Regions from separate parts of the Hordeum vulgare genome. Here region 2 is linked to region 1. Evidence: chromatin contacts called from public Hi-C data. All regions are on one chromosome and are shown on one strand. The core of a region is the stretch at or near the end of the contact, and the rest is flanking DNA. Distances in the headings are between cores, read along the strand shown. Region 1 holds the start of LOC123396496 (wall-associated receptor kinase-like 14). Region 2 holds the start of LOC123396402 (SPX and EXS domain-containing protein 1-like).

Evidence for each region. Hi-C and Micro-C count contacts between places; a contact is called where the count stands out from the background.
Region 2: a Hi-C map of leaf shows a contact between it and region 1, with 9 times the contacts expected there. The contact joins the promoter of LOC123396402 here to the promoter of LOC123396496 in region 1. A contact is called at or near these places in 4 of 6 Hi-C or Micro-C datasets (leaf and seedling) and 1 of 1 datasets of contacts at active chromatin or transcription factors (embryo).

Annotation. Positions count from the first base shown.
Region 1 is chr5H:56,667,712-56,674,973 of MorexV3_pseudomolecules_assembly, forward strand. It overlaps LOC123396496 (wall-associated receptor kinase-like 14), which reads right to left and starts at 1,571. Exons shown (of 4, transcript XM_045091413.1): 1 at 519-1,571. The coding sequence starts at 1,338.
Region 2 is chr5H:56,911,068-56,918,129 of MorexV3_pseudomolecules_assembly, forward strand. It overlaps LOC123396402 (SPX and EXS domain-containing protein 1-like), which reads left to right and starts at 3,338. Exons shown (of 13, transcript XM_045091349.1): 1 at 3,338-3,529; 2 at 3,637-3,773; 3 at 4,356-4,394; 4 at 4,481-4,573; 5 at 4,674-4,790; 6 at 5,292-5,387; 7 at 6,001-6,114; 8 at 6,301-6,354; 9 at 6,764-6,811; 10 at 6,933-7,062. The coding sequence starts at 3,705.

The DNA.
Region 1 (7,262 bases), core at 321-2,820:
TTTAACTACGTCATATAAGAACAGAAGGGACTTTTACTTGATGTGATGTTTGAATTTTTTTTAATTGGACTATGTCCTTTTTCATTATAAATGAACGGAAATACATAGTTTTCAGAAACATTCGAAGGAAGGGGGGAGCGAGTTCGAGCACTGCCCAGAAACCCACTACACTCGCCCGACATTTGTGACAAATGCCATGGGGGAAAGGATGATTAGATGACCCTTGTTTGAACTCCTTTTAAGTTTTAAGAACGTGGAGTAGCCGCCTAGTTTGAGTTGCCAAGTGTGAACTTTTTTTTTAAGGTCGCCAAGTGTGAACCAGGAGATTGGATTACGTCGCGCATGATTGATCGCGGGCACGACCCGCGTGTGCAGCTGACGTGGCGCACAGCGGCACCGGGACCCACCCAGTAACAGAACGCGGGATGTATCGTGGCCCGGCTCGTGTGGCCTGTGTATGTTTCGGGAATTTTTGGAAGCACTCAGAGTCAGAGGTCACACACACAGTCAAGACTCACCGCGGTAGCATCCGTCGCCGCCCGAGAAGCCGTCGCCCTCCATCCCCGCCGCACACGCGCACCGGTGCCCCGTCTCCCCGCCGGGCGTGTCCACGTCGGTGCACGTCGCGTTCGCCGCGCAGCGCTCGCCCGTGCCGTCGGCGCCGCACGTCCCGTTGAGCCACCACCCGAGCTCGGCCACGGCGAACTCCAGCGTGGCCGTCCCCTCCGCGGTGACCACGAACACCGTGGACGTCAGCACGTCGTCGCACCTCTGCTTCTCGACCTTCTCCCACCGCAGGAACTGGTCGTCGCGCTCGTGCGCCGTGGAGTTTGCCACGGAGAAGGCGACGCACGCCACGGCGGTGTCGTTGCCGTTGCCGACGCCGACGCACCGCGCCGTGCGGAGCAGCCTGGACATGACGTCCGCGGGCACGCTGCATGATCCGACGCCCGCCGACGCGTTGATCCCAGCGCAGCCGCCGCGGAGGAACAGGCCGGTGCGGGACGACACGGCGTAGTTGCGCCCGGAGAGCGCCCTCCTGGCCTCGGGGACGCTGCGGCTGCACGACGGCGGGAGGCCGACGACGATGGTGGAGGTGGTGGAGTTGAAGGATATCACGCGGTACGCGGTGCCGCTCTCCCCTATGTATGGGAGGATCGGCGTGGACACGCTGGCGTCGCAGGACAGTAGGATCGGGCAGCCGGGGGAGAAGCCGAAAGGGTAGGGGACGGTGGTGCTGCCGCACTGGCGGCTGCACCGGTCGCCGGGAGTTTCGGCGGCGGAGATGGTTTCATGGGGGAGCAAGACAGCAAGGAGCAGGACGACGAGACGGTGCATCTCTCGTATACGTACTTGGAGATTGTACTAACTAGAGCTTGTAAACTCAGGGAGATAGATAGAGAGAGAGATTTTGGTAGGTGCAGTTGCTTGTTTGAATGGGGCTGTAGGTGAGCCCGATTAGTCAGGGCAAAATGGTCAAGGAGAACAGTCATGAATACTGTTAACGTTTTCTTCGGAAGAAACATATTATATTATCACTAGCACTCCATGTAGCGGGCCCTATATCAGTAATGGACAGTTGATTTTCAACTATTTAGTGTAGCACGCAAATGAGCTTGAATTGAATACACACGTCTTTCGGCTCTGTCGTGGACTCCATGCAAATATTTTCGCCTTACGAAATCATCCGCCTAGCCAGCCGTTAAATTTAGCGTTAGGGGACGTATAATCTGGTGTTGCATTCAAAGCTGTAGGTGCTGTCCATGACAACATCAAGCATCGGTAAAAGCTTTATAGCAACCTCCAACAGCGAGACAAAGCTGTAATGGAGCACCGACGCCGCACGCAAAGCTTCATTGACGACCCGTCGAAGCTTCATTGCAGCTCCGACGAAGCTTCATTGACGCCTGATACGTCTTCATTGTATCTACTTTTCCAAACTCTTTTGTCTTTGTTTTTTACTCTAATTAGCATTATTTGAATGGAACTAACCTGGACTGACGCTGTTTTCAGCATAATTGCCATGGTGTTGTTTTCGTGCAGAAATAAAAGTTCTCGGAATGACCTGAAATCTTACGAGGATTTTTTGTGAAATATATAAAAAATATTGGCCCAAGAATTACCCGAAGATACGGAGCCACGGGCCCACGAGCCCAGGAGGCGTGCCCCCCTAGGGCGCGCCTCGCAGGCTCGTGATGCCTACGTGGCTCCGCAGCCTCCAACTCCGCCTCTATATAGTCTCTCTCGCCTAGAAAAAAATCAAGAGAGAAGAGTTCATCGCGTTTCAAGATACGGAGCCGCCGCCACCGACTGTTCTTCTTCGGGAGGGCAGATCTGGAGTCTGTTCTAGGCTCCGGAGAGGGGAAATCGACGCTGTCGTCATCATCAACCATCCTCCATCGCCAATTTCATGATGCTCTTCATCGTTCGTGAGTGATCTCAATGTAAGCTTGCTGGACGGTGATGGGTTGGATGAGATCTATCATGTAGTCGAGTTAGTTTGATGAGGTTTGATCCCTAGTATCCACTATGTTCTAAGATTGATGTTGCTACTACGTTACTATGCTTAATGCTTGTCACTACGGTCCGAGTGCCATGATTTCAGATCTGAACCTATTATGTTTTCATCAATATATGTGTGTTCTTGATCCTATCTTGCAAGTTGTAGTCACCTACTATGTGTTATGACCCGGCTGTTAGGGCATAGTTTATGCCAAAGTAATTTTGGTGATTGATGACAGTACCGTAAAGGACTAATCGTGTGTGTTAAGATTTCAGATAACACATGTCAACGGCACAAGACGACTCGCCCCCTCTTTCCATGGAACAGAAGCACGGTGTACTCTACGATTCTCTTTCTTTGAGTCATAGGAACGCCGTACTATTAAGAGGGGACCCGTAGTGGAAAGGTTTGGGTGGAATCAATTTTGCACGCGCACACTTTATCTTCTTTCCCCTTACCTGCAACTTTGGAGTGGCTCCCGCCTCCGTGTTTATCTCGTCTAAGCAAATGGTCCCTCAGCGGTAGTACCGCTGTGCCTAGCGGTAGTACCGCTGTGCCTAGCGGTGGTACCGCTGGAGTGCTAGCGGTAGTACCGTTGCAGCCAGCGGTAGTACCGCTAGGCTGGCTGTAGTACCGCCCGTGGTTAGTGGAAGTACCGCTCCAGGAGCTTAGTACCGCCTTCCTAGCGGTTGTACTTCGACGGACCTTTTTGCGAAGACTTTCTTGGCGGTGGTTGGCCCGGTAGTGCTTATGCACTACCATGGGCCCAGCGGTAGTACCGCTGCAGCCAGCGGTAGTAGCGCTGGAGTGCCAACGGTAGTACCGCAGCAGCAGCGGTAGTACCACTGGAGTGCTAGCAGTAGTACCGCTAGGCTCGGGCTGTGAGTGGGAAAACGGTTGGATTTTCCCTCCACTATATAAGGGGTTCTTCTAGCTGTGGAACCCTATCTGTTACCCTCCCAAGCTCCATTGTTGCTCCCTAAGTTCAAAAGTGTCCGATCTCTCTCCCTAGCCAATCAAACTTGTTGATTCTTTGGGGATTGGTTGAGAAGGCCTAGATCTACACTTCCACCAAGAGAAAAGTTGATTCCCCCACCAATCCGTTGCGGATCTTGTTACTCTTGGGTGTTTGAGCATCCTAGACGGTTGAGGTCACCTCGGAGCCATATTCCATTGTGGTGAAGCTTCGTGGTCTTGTTGGGAGCCTCCAAGCTTTGTGTGGAGTTTGCCCCAACCTTGTTTGTAAAGGTTCGGTCGCCGCCTTCAAGGGCACCTATAGTGGAATCACGGTACCTTGCATCGTGTGAGGGCGTGAGGAGAATACGGTGGCCTTAGTGGCTTATTGGGGAGCATTGTGCCTCCACACGGCTCCAACGGAGACGTACTTCCTGTCAAAGGGAAGGAACTTCGGTAACACATCCTCGTCTTCATTGGTTCCACTTGTGGTTATCTCTAAACTTTACTTTGTGTATGCTTATGTTGTTGTCTATCTCTTACTTGTCTTAGTAGCTCTTGTTGTTAGCTTCATTACGGTTCACCCCATTGTTGTTATTCTTGTGAACCTGTATGTTGTTTACCCTAACTTGCTAAGATTAATTAAAAAGTCGTTGTTGCGTATTCACCCCCCTCTAGTCAACCATATCGATCCTTTCAATTGGTATCAGAGCCACGTCTCTTTATTAAGGGTTTAACCACCTGGAGAGTATGGAAGATGATGAGGGAGTTCCCCGTGCACAAACCGAGGGCATGGACTTGACTTCGATCACAAGGGACGACTTGAATACGGCTATGGCCACACTCAAGATGTCCATGACGAACGAGGTCAAGACCATGCTTAAAGAGTTAATTGAGGGAATTAAAAACTCTCCTGAACCGGCATTGGTGGTTAAACCCACCACCACGGATTCGGAGGCCAATTCCGTCAAGGAAACGGCTAAAGGCATGCAACCTTCCCAACCTCTCGAAAATGATGGGAATGGGACGTATGCATCTGTTCCACCACCCTTAGTCTATGGAGGACCGGTTCCCACACCGCGTCTTAATCCTGTTGGTCCGCCTCCTAAGCTTGTAAAAGGTGATTTTGCTAACTGGGTATTTTCTATTAAGTCTCATTTGAATCACAGCTCAACAAATTTGTGGAGAATCATCGAGCAAGGATATTATCCTCATAATCCAAGCAACCTCACTCCAAGAGAAGATGCGGACAATCAATACAATCACTCTGCTTTGTTTATTCTCCAGTCCGCAGTGCCACCTGAAGATCTTCCTCACTTGCGTCCCTTCACCTTGGCCAAGGACTGTTGGGAGCACATTATGGTGTTGTACAAGGGAAGCTCAAGCATTCAACGGTCCAACTATGAAGTGATACTTGATAAGGCCGATGAGTTTGTGATGAAGGAAGACGAGGACCCTCGTGCTCTCTATCGGAGGGTGACTGCTACTACTGTGGCACTCAAGGACCATGTGAGCAAGGATGTGGATGATACATGGGCAAGCGCAAGTTTCTCAAAGCCATCATGCCTTTCAATACAACCATGTCATCTGTCATTCGTCAGCGACCAGACTTCCACTCCTTGTCTTCCAGTGAGGTGTTGGATGAATTCATTGCAATGTCAATCATGAACGAAACAGCTGACAATGCACTTGCTCGTGTTCGCTCAAAGACAACTTCACCCAACCTTGCGTTAAAGGAAAAAAGTAACGTTTGAAGAAGAAGAAGAGGATGAGGAAGAGGAGAGCTGCCCTGAAGACACGAAATATGCCTATCATGAGCACATGGCTCTTGCGTCAAGGCAATTCTGGGGCAACAAGAGGAACTCAAGACCCACCTTCACAAAGAACAACTCGAGTGGGTTCAAACCCAAGCAACGAGTGAGGACATGCTATAACTGTGGTAACGTGAGTCACTTCGTGGCCGAATGTCCCGATGAGAAAAGGGAAGACAACGGGGGCAAGCTCATTCGCAAAGACAAAACCAAGTCATTCCCAATCAAGAACAACTTTGTGAAGAAACCTCACCCAAAGGGGATGGTGGCCCTTGAAGAGTACCCTTCCGATGATGATGATGATGATGATACAGTGGCAACGACAACTGTTGCTATTGCCACTCACTCTCCCCAGAAGGTGTCTCTCTTCAACGCCCCCAACGAGAACCACATCACCAAGTGTCTCATGGCAAAAGATATCAATCAGGTAACCCCCATTATTAAGACCAACATCGCTACTGCTCCTTCATTGTTAAATTGTGTTGATAATAGTGATGTTGGGGAACTTAATGAGCATGATCTTGACAAGTTTATGTGCACTATTAAGGGAGAATCCAAGAAGCACTTTGTTTCTCTCTTGGAACAACTGAGTGAGGCCAATGACCTCATCGAGTCTCATGAGGAGACCATCTCCGAGCTTCAGGGACACAGTCGTGACTATGCCGATGAAATTGCTGAATTATCTATTTCTCTAGAAAAGGAGCGCACTCTTCGTTTGGCTCTTGAGGAGTCATACAACGATGACTGCGCTAAAATGAAAAAGAAACTAGATCATGATACTGTTCTTACTCGTATGCTTAAGTCTGAGAAGTATGCTCTTGGGGTTGGCAATGACAGACTCAAAGTGGAGTTTGACACACTTGACAAGGCTCACAAGGTCTTGAAAGGTGTTCATTTCTCTCTGAAAGAGTCTCATGATCAACTCCAAGCAAAGCTTACCAAGGAGATCTCTACTTGTCCTCCCTTTGTGTTAATTGATAATGCTTGTACAACTAATCCTTGTTGTGAGCATGTACATCTTGTGGAGGAAAATGCCAAGTTAAAGGAGAAACTTGAGAAGGGCCTTGTGCCATGCATACAAGGTGAGAAGAGCCTGAACGACCTCTTGAGCACTCAAAAGGGTGTTGTAGGAAAGGAGGAACTTGGACTTACCTCCAAGTCAAAAGGAAAAAGGAGGAACAGGAACAAGCGATCCCCTACCCTCATGGACATCTTTGTCAAAGAGGGCGAAGGGACTCAGGAGGTGAACAGGAACAAGGTGGACGATCGTAATGTCAAGAAGGGCAAAACCATTCCTACTAACACAGCCGACAAACTCAATTCTTCCTATGTCTTATGTCGTGCTAGTGATGGGCATGTTTATGCCAGATTTGTTGGTTCCTACTATGAGTCCATTGAATGGGCTATCTGGATTCCTAAGACCCTTGTCTCTAACATGAAAGGACCCATTAAAAAATGGGTACCTAAAACCAAGCCTTGATCTATTGCAGGAGTTTGCTTCCGGTGGGGTGTCATGGTTGCTCGATAGTGGAGCAACAAATCATATGACCGGAAGCAAGGACTTAGTGGTGGATGTGCATCCTTCTCCATCTATGCCCACCCATGTCCAATTCGCCGATGCATCCTCGTCAAAGGTATTGGGATTTGGTAAGGTGGTCATCTCTCAAGAGTTATCTATTGAGAAGGTCATGCTTGTTGAGTCTCTTGCCTACAATTTACTTACGGTTCGTCAACTTGCAATTATGGGTTTTTCTACATTCTTTAATCTTGATACCGTGGTCCTCCTGTCGAGTAAGACTCTTAAAGTAGCCTATGTTGGATATGTCGAAAATGGTCTTTATGTGGTGAACTTCTCAAAGCGACCCACTAAGACTGCGACGTTTTAATGGCTAAAGTTGATGGGGGCTCGCTTTGGCATCGCCGACTAGCTCATGTCAATATGAGATCTTTGCAAAGTCTTCTAACAGGGGACCATATTCGTGGACTAACAAATG
Region 2 (7,062 bases), core at 2,088-4,587, 250 kb after region 1:
TTGATCATGGGGGTGATGATTGTACTAATCAATATGATGATATTCCTGCTGGTACTGGTCCTACTCTTATGCCTGTGCAGGTTCCTGGCGAAACGGCGCTCAAAATGATCAAAACGATCTTATATTTCATGTGGCAGAAGAAGACGAGCTTGGAACGGACAACGAGGATGATTCGGCGGTGCCTGGCACACCTGCACGCGCGCCATCCTTGGATCACGCGGCAGAATCCGCCTCGGATCGGGCTCCCACCTGCGGCAGTTCCGGCACTCGGGCCAGCCAACCCCGTGCAACCACGTCGATGACAGGCGGGGACAGCAGCGGGACAGGATCCCACTCGCCCCGCGTGCGCATGCAGTTGCGGTTGGGGGGCGGATCCTCTGTGTCGCGCCGCGCAGCTACTCCCAGTACGCCTGCAGGATCGGCGGCCTCACCGATGGCCACAGGATCTCCTGTGCAAACTGCTACAGCACAGGACTCGTCCGGATCGGCTGTGGCGAGTGCACCTGCAGTCCAGTCTGTGGCATCTCCAAAAATCATGACTAGACTACAAAAAGGTATACGAAATCCAAAAATAAGAACGGATGGGACTATACCATATGGCATGTTATGTATTTCAGGAGAGCCAACAAGTGTGAGCAGTGCACTTGATGATCCCAAATGGAAGAAGGCAATGGATGAAGAATATTCTGCGCTTATGAAAAATAAAACTTGGCATCTTGTACCAAATCAGAAAGGTAAAAATATAATTGATTGCAAGTGGGTATATAGAGTTAAAAAGAAGGAAGATGGCTCCATTGACAGGTATAAGGCACGTTTGGTTGCAAAAGGCTTCAAGCAACGTTATGGTATTGATTATAAGGACACTTTCAGTCATGTTGTGAAAGCTGCAACTATCAGACTTGTGCTGGCCATTGCTATGTCCAGAGGATGGAGCCTAAGACAACTAGATGTACAGAACGCGTTTTTGCATGGTGTTCTGGAAGAGGAAGTGTTCATGAGACAGCCACCTGGGTATGAAAGTAAGAAACTTCCAACTTTGTTTGCAAACTTGATAAAGCACTTTATGGCTTGAAACAAGCACCTAGAGCATGGTATTCTAGACTGAGCTTGTAGTTGAAATCTCTTGGCTTTATTGCTTCAAAGGCTGACACATCCTTGTTTATTTATAACAAGGCAGGAGTGGTCATTTTCTTGCTTATATATGTTGATGATATTATAGTTGCAAGTTCTTCACAAAATGCCACCAATGCTCTTCTCCATGACCTAAGCTCAGAGTTTGCTTTAAAAGACCTAGGTGATTAGCACTTCTTTCTAGGCATTAAAGTCAGAAAAACTCAAGATGGAATTATGTTAAATCGGGAGAGATATATCACTGAACTTTTGTCTCGTATGGGGATGAAAAATTGCAAGCCAGTACCTACACCTTTGTCTTCTTCAGAAAAACTTTCGGCCCATGAAGGAGATCCACTCCAAGAGGAAGACAGTACAAGGTATAGGAGTGATGTGGAAGCGTTGCAATATTTAACTCTCACACGCCCAGATATTACATTGCTGTTAACAAAGTTTGTCAGTATCTACATGCACCTACTTCTGCACATTGGGCAGCTGTCAAGAGAATTGTAAGATATGTAAAGCATAATATGGGTATAGGACTTCATTTCAAAAGTTCTAATTCCACTCTTGTGAGTGCATTTTCTGATGCTGACTGGGCAGGCTGTAGTGATGATAGAAGATCAACTGGAGGTTTTGCTATATTCTTTGGACCAAATCTTATTTCTTGGAGTGCTAGGAAACAAGCCACTGTATCACGTTCAAGCACAGAAGCTGAGTATAAATCCTTGGCTAATGCAACTGCTGAAGTTATTTGGGTTGAGTCACTTCTTGCAGAATTGGGAGTTAAAAATAATCGGATCTCATGCTTATGGTGTGATAACTTGGGTGCAACATACTTATCTACAAAACCAGTGTTTCATGCTAGGACAAAGCACATAGAGATTGATTTTCACTTTGCACGAGAAAGGGTTGCAGCAAAGAAGCTTGAGATACGGTTTATTCCCTCCAAAGATCAAGTGGCGGATGGTTTCACCAAGGCACTACCAACACGACCATTTGATGAGTTCAAGAGTAATCTTAATTTAGGTAGTTGAGATTAAGGGAGGGTGTTAGAATACAGAGATATCGTTGTAATCTCAACCTCCTCCTCTATCTCCTCTATCTCCTATTGTATTCAAACTCTTGTATCTATCTCTTGCACAACAAGACAACCTATCAATATAAACCAACGCGGCTCCCCTCGAGGGAGTAGGAACGCTTCATCATCTAACACACCCATCGCGATCGTTCGTGGCGCCAAGAACAAGCCGCGTGCGAGGCCACTGCTAAGAGGAGGGGCGTCGCCGACGAAGTCGCAACTCAACCCCGTGCTAGGGTTTGCGTCGACAACGAGGGGGGAGAGGGGGTCGTGTGTGTAAGGAGTGGTTGAGGATGTCGCGAGCCGTTTCATCGGTCGATTTCACCGGCGACGGAGCAAGGCGGGGTGGCCGAAGAGGCAATTTGTCTCGCACATGCAAATGCTTGTTGTTCAACACGCGGGAGCGGGCACCCTAAATAACCAGCACGGGATGTCATTTGGCTCCGCACGTGCAACCAACTTTACAAGGCATACAATTTTAACGGGAGGAATACACGACTTCGGTCCATGCATACAAAAAGTAAAAAAAAAAAGTTGAGATAACGCGCCTATTGGACACCAAACATCAAACATCATGCCAAAACCGACCCCCTCGCTCTATGCAGCCTGAATACGGTCAACCAAACTAGACGCAAAATATTGGTTTATTTTCCTGTTTTTCTCGACGAGACCCAAGTGAGCAACAAATGCATTGCAAATCGAGGGGAGCAACCTCCTTTCCTATTTGAAAGGTCCCTTCGAGCATTTCTTCCATCCTGTTCGTGCAAAATAAAAAAAAATCCATGCTATTTAAAAGGTCCGTTCTTTTCTTCCTAAAAAAAACCCGAGGGAAAAAGGTCGCGCCCAGCACGTCACTGTCAAGCACCCGTTGGCGTCAGAATCTAGAACCCCAATATGCCCTACACCGCAGGACGCCCACCGTGCGTGCGCTGGACGTGTCAACCCCCCACGTTCCTTCCTTCCTTCCTTCCATTCATCTTCCAAGCCAGAGAACAGCAACGGGAACAGATCATCACGGAATAAAGCGCACTCTTCTACCACCAGCAGCAGTACCAAAAGTCGATAGAAAATTCAAAGCTCGCCCGTGCTCCGCCTACACGTCAAACTCGCCGTCGGCGCCTCCCCCCCCCCCCCCCCCCCCCTTTCCCCCCTTCCTACGGCTTCCTCCTCCCCCCCCCCCCCCCCCCCCCCTCGCAGATCTCGCCGTTCCCTGCCACGCCGCCGGCCTCCCCGGAGAGCCGGAGGGGCCTGCGCCTGCGCCTGCCCGACGGACGGCACGGCACGGCTCCTCCTCCCTCCCCTGCCCCGACCGGCGGCGGCACGCTCTGTCGATCCTCGGTGAGCGCCCCCGCTCGATCCGATTCGCGGGCTACGTCGCCTGCCTGCCCGCCCGCTGTGGGCTGACGCAGCAGCGGGGCTGATACTGATCCTGCTGCCGTGCGCAGGGTACGTTCGAGGACGCAGGCGCCTGTGTGACCGAGTGCGCGCGCGGAGGGCCAGGGCCGGAGTCGACATGAAGGGCGTGTCGTCCATCCCCGCTGCGGCGATCATCCCTTCGCCGCTCTTCCTCTGGCGGGTCAAGGTATAGCCTTCGCGCCATTTCGACGGCCGCTCATGCATGCTTAATGTACATCCCGATGTATAGGAAGTGTGTGCTGCGGACGCCGTTATGCACATTGTCTGCGGCTCATGTCATGTTCCAGAAGAAATTTACAAAGGAGGTCAAGAGTTGAGGGGAAGTTAAGGGATAAGCCCCCTCATTGCATAAACTTTGTAGTAGCGACAAAAATCATGCCATGGAGTATAAATCTCTGCTACTCTAGGATATGCCTTTGTTTTCCATGATAATTGAACGGTACAACACCTGAACACTATTATGATTAGCTTGGTCACAGAAGATGAAGTGGCCTTTTAGCATATCCATTTTCGGTTGGAAATGCTGCTTTTTTTTTTTGCTGATTTACCCTGTAATTTCCTCCAAGAGACGCCAACATATTTACCTGTCCTTATCTAGTTCTGTGCTGTGGCATTATGTATTTTATTGATCATTTATTCTGTAACCACTAACCATTTGTACTGAAATTACCCTGTTCTCTTGATTTTCTCATCTGCCCTGATCGACATTTTACTTCTCAAATTGCTTATGAGTGTGTACCTTTTCCAGGTTATATTGTTTCTCCTATGGGGCTTGTGCTGTTGCAAGGTCAGTGTTGCTCTATTAATCGCTTTTGTGACGCATGAATTGAGCTTCATGTGGTTTGTTAATCGATTATGCTCTTGGACCTGCAGATAGGGTGGGATTCGGTTATGAGAATGAGTGTTGATCTGCGAGATTTATTTCTATACGAGGCTTTCTTATACTATAATCCTCTTCTTCTGGTGGTGAGTTTCTTTTTGTTGTTGTACATGTATGTGACATACTCAACTTTCTATGCAGAAAATTTAGTCGCGCATGTAATTGTGCTTTGTGTTCCTATTGTAGGCACTGATGATTTGGTTATGGGGAATAAATTTGTGGGTTTTCGCACAATCATCAGTAAATTATGCGAAGGTGTTTGATCTTCCACAGACACATTTATCACACCGAGAAATATGGAGGGTATGCCTATTTATCTTGTTTGCTATATCCGTTTGATATCTTGCTTGAATGCATTTACACTGACAAGCCTATCCATAGCCTATAAGCTTTTATGGTGTACTGCAATTTATGTGGCATATGGTTGTTATGGTAGCCTGAATTTTATGGATGGTGGCATTAAGCTCTCAACAATTCTTGTAGTTCCCATTCCATTATATTTTTCTAGTACAACTGTACATAACGTTCCTAAAGCAACCGTGTTTATCTTGCTTTTCTATGCAAGTAATATATATGATTCCTACTTTAGTGTCTGGATGAACATGCGTCGGCAGGGTAATTATTTCTGCAGTTGAATACCGATGGGCCGATGTTTTGAACGTGGCTCTCTTTTCTTTAAACCGTATTGTGTTTTTGTCCTGCCCATGTTCTTTTATGCCGACATAATATTGTCTAATTTCTCATATTATATGTACTCTGGCATATTGTTCTGCTGAAGTAAAACTTATTTTTCTCCATTGGCAGTGTGCTACTTGGCTGACGTTAATTGTTCCAACAAGTATGACAGCTTACCTATATCTGTATTCACATGGTGAAGTGTCTCTTGCTGCATCTCAACCAGTGTAATATCTTGAGCTCATTAAGTTGTTAATTCTGTGATTTGCTCATGGGACCTTTTGTTGTGTACAGTATGCTTGGTTTTACTTGTGGTGGTGCTTATCGGTTATCATTAATCAAATTCGTGCAAAAAATTTCCAAGAATTCTCCCGAGGAACAGTATAATATAAGATATTGTTGACATACTAAAATGAATGCCTCATTGTGTATCTCTGACTCTGTCGTGTCAATTGATAAACTGAAACTTACATCATGTCGTAAGATTAGAACAGTAGTTTCTTCATTATACTTTTTGCTAGCACTGAATGTTAATGCGATTGCCAATTTACCCTTAAAACTTATACCTATTCTCCTGTAATAATTGAATAAGTGGAAATGCCCATCTTAGTGCAATACTGTTATATGGTAAGTATAATCAATTGATGTCCGAGTACACATACATACGGATGGTTTCTTTGAATATTGAAGTGAATCTTAAGTTCTGCATGACGTACCATCCACTTACTCCTGCTTCCCCAAGTTAGAAACTGCAATATTATGCAATATATTCTACTCTGATGCATTACTTTTTGAAATGTTGAGTTATGAATTGACATATCATTCTGCCCGTCTGCAGGTTCTTTTGTATGCTATCCTTCTGATGATCCTCCTTTCTCCTTTTGATATGTTCTATTTATCATCACGCTTTTTCTTTCTGAGGACCATGTGGCGCATAATACTTCCATTACAAGTAAGTTAACAAATTTCTAGTAATATTAGATTGGTTTTGCTTTTTTGGTATGCTACAGAGTACAGACAAAACAAAATGTTTTGGTCTCTGGTGGTTATTGTATATACCTGATTGTCCTTGCTTGTGTAGCCAGTAAATCTGATTAAATAACATTTTGAATTGATTTAATGTACCCTTGCTCTACAGGCAATTACATTCCCTGACTTCTTTATGGCGGATATTTTCACATCCATGTCAAAGGTATGCATTCATTTAAAAAAATGGAGAAAGTTTGCAGGCATTTATTTAAAAGTGTTTGCTGTTCATGTTTTGTTTTAACTAATTACTCTTATAGATAGCAGGACATGGTTTTCTTGTTCAATACCATCTCTGTTTTGTTTTTAAATATAAGAAGTTTTGGCAGTTTAAATTGAACTGACAAAACGTCTTACATTGAGGAACAGAGAGATACTATAATATTTTATGTTCTCAGTTCAGCTGTAATATAGTGTAGTTCCTTCAGAAAAATTATCTCCTAACTACGTGAGCATCTCCAATGTACCATTTCCTAGTTTTGTACAGAACTGTTTCTAGCTTCTAGACTGTCCTGAGTGGACATTTTCAGTTTGATTTTTCTACTATGTTGCTCAATTGCTGCATTTGTTTGCAGGTGTTTTCAGATCTGGAACGTTCAGGTTGTCGCATGGTCCATCGTCAGGTTAATCTCTCTGTTTCTCTTGTTCTATTCACATATTGTCTTCAGCAGTCTCCACATTGCTTGGTTTACTTGACGATTGCGAGGTATTGCAAAAACTAATTGTTATTATGATATTTTACAGGTCGCGACAATTGCTTGGTTTGAAGCAGATTCGATTTGTGGTAGCCACTCTGTAGCTATTCCTCTAGTTCTGGTACTCCCTTATTTGTGTCGTTTCTTCCAGTGTCTTCGACAGTACAAGGATACAAAGG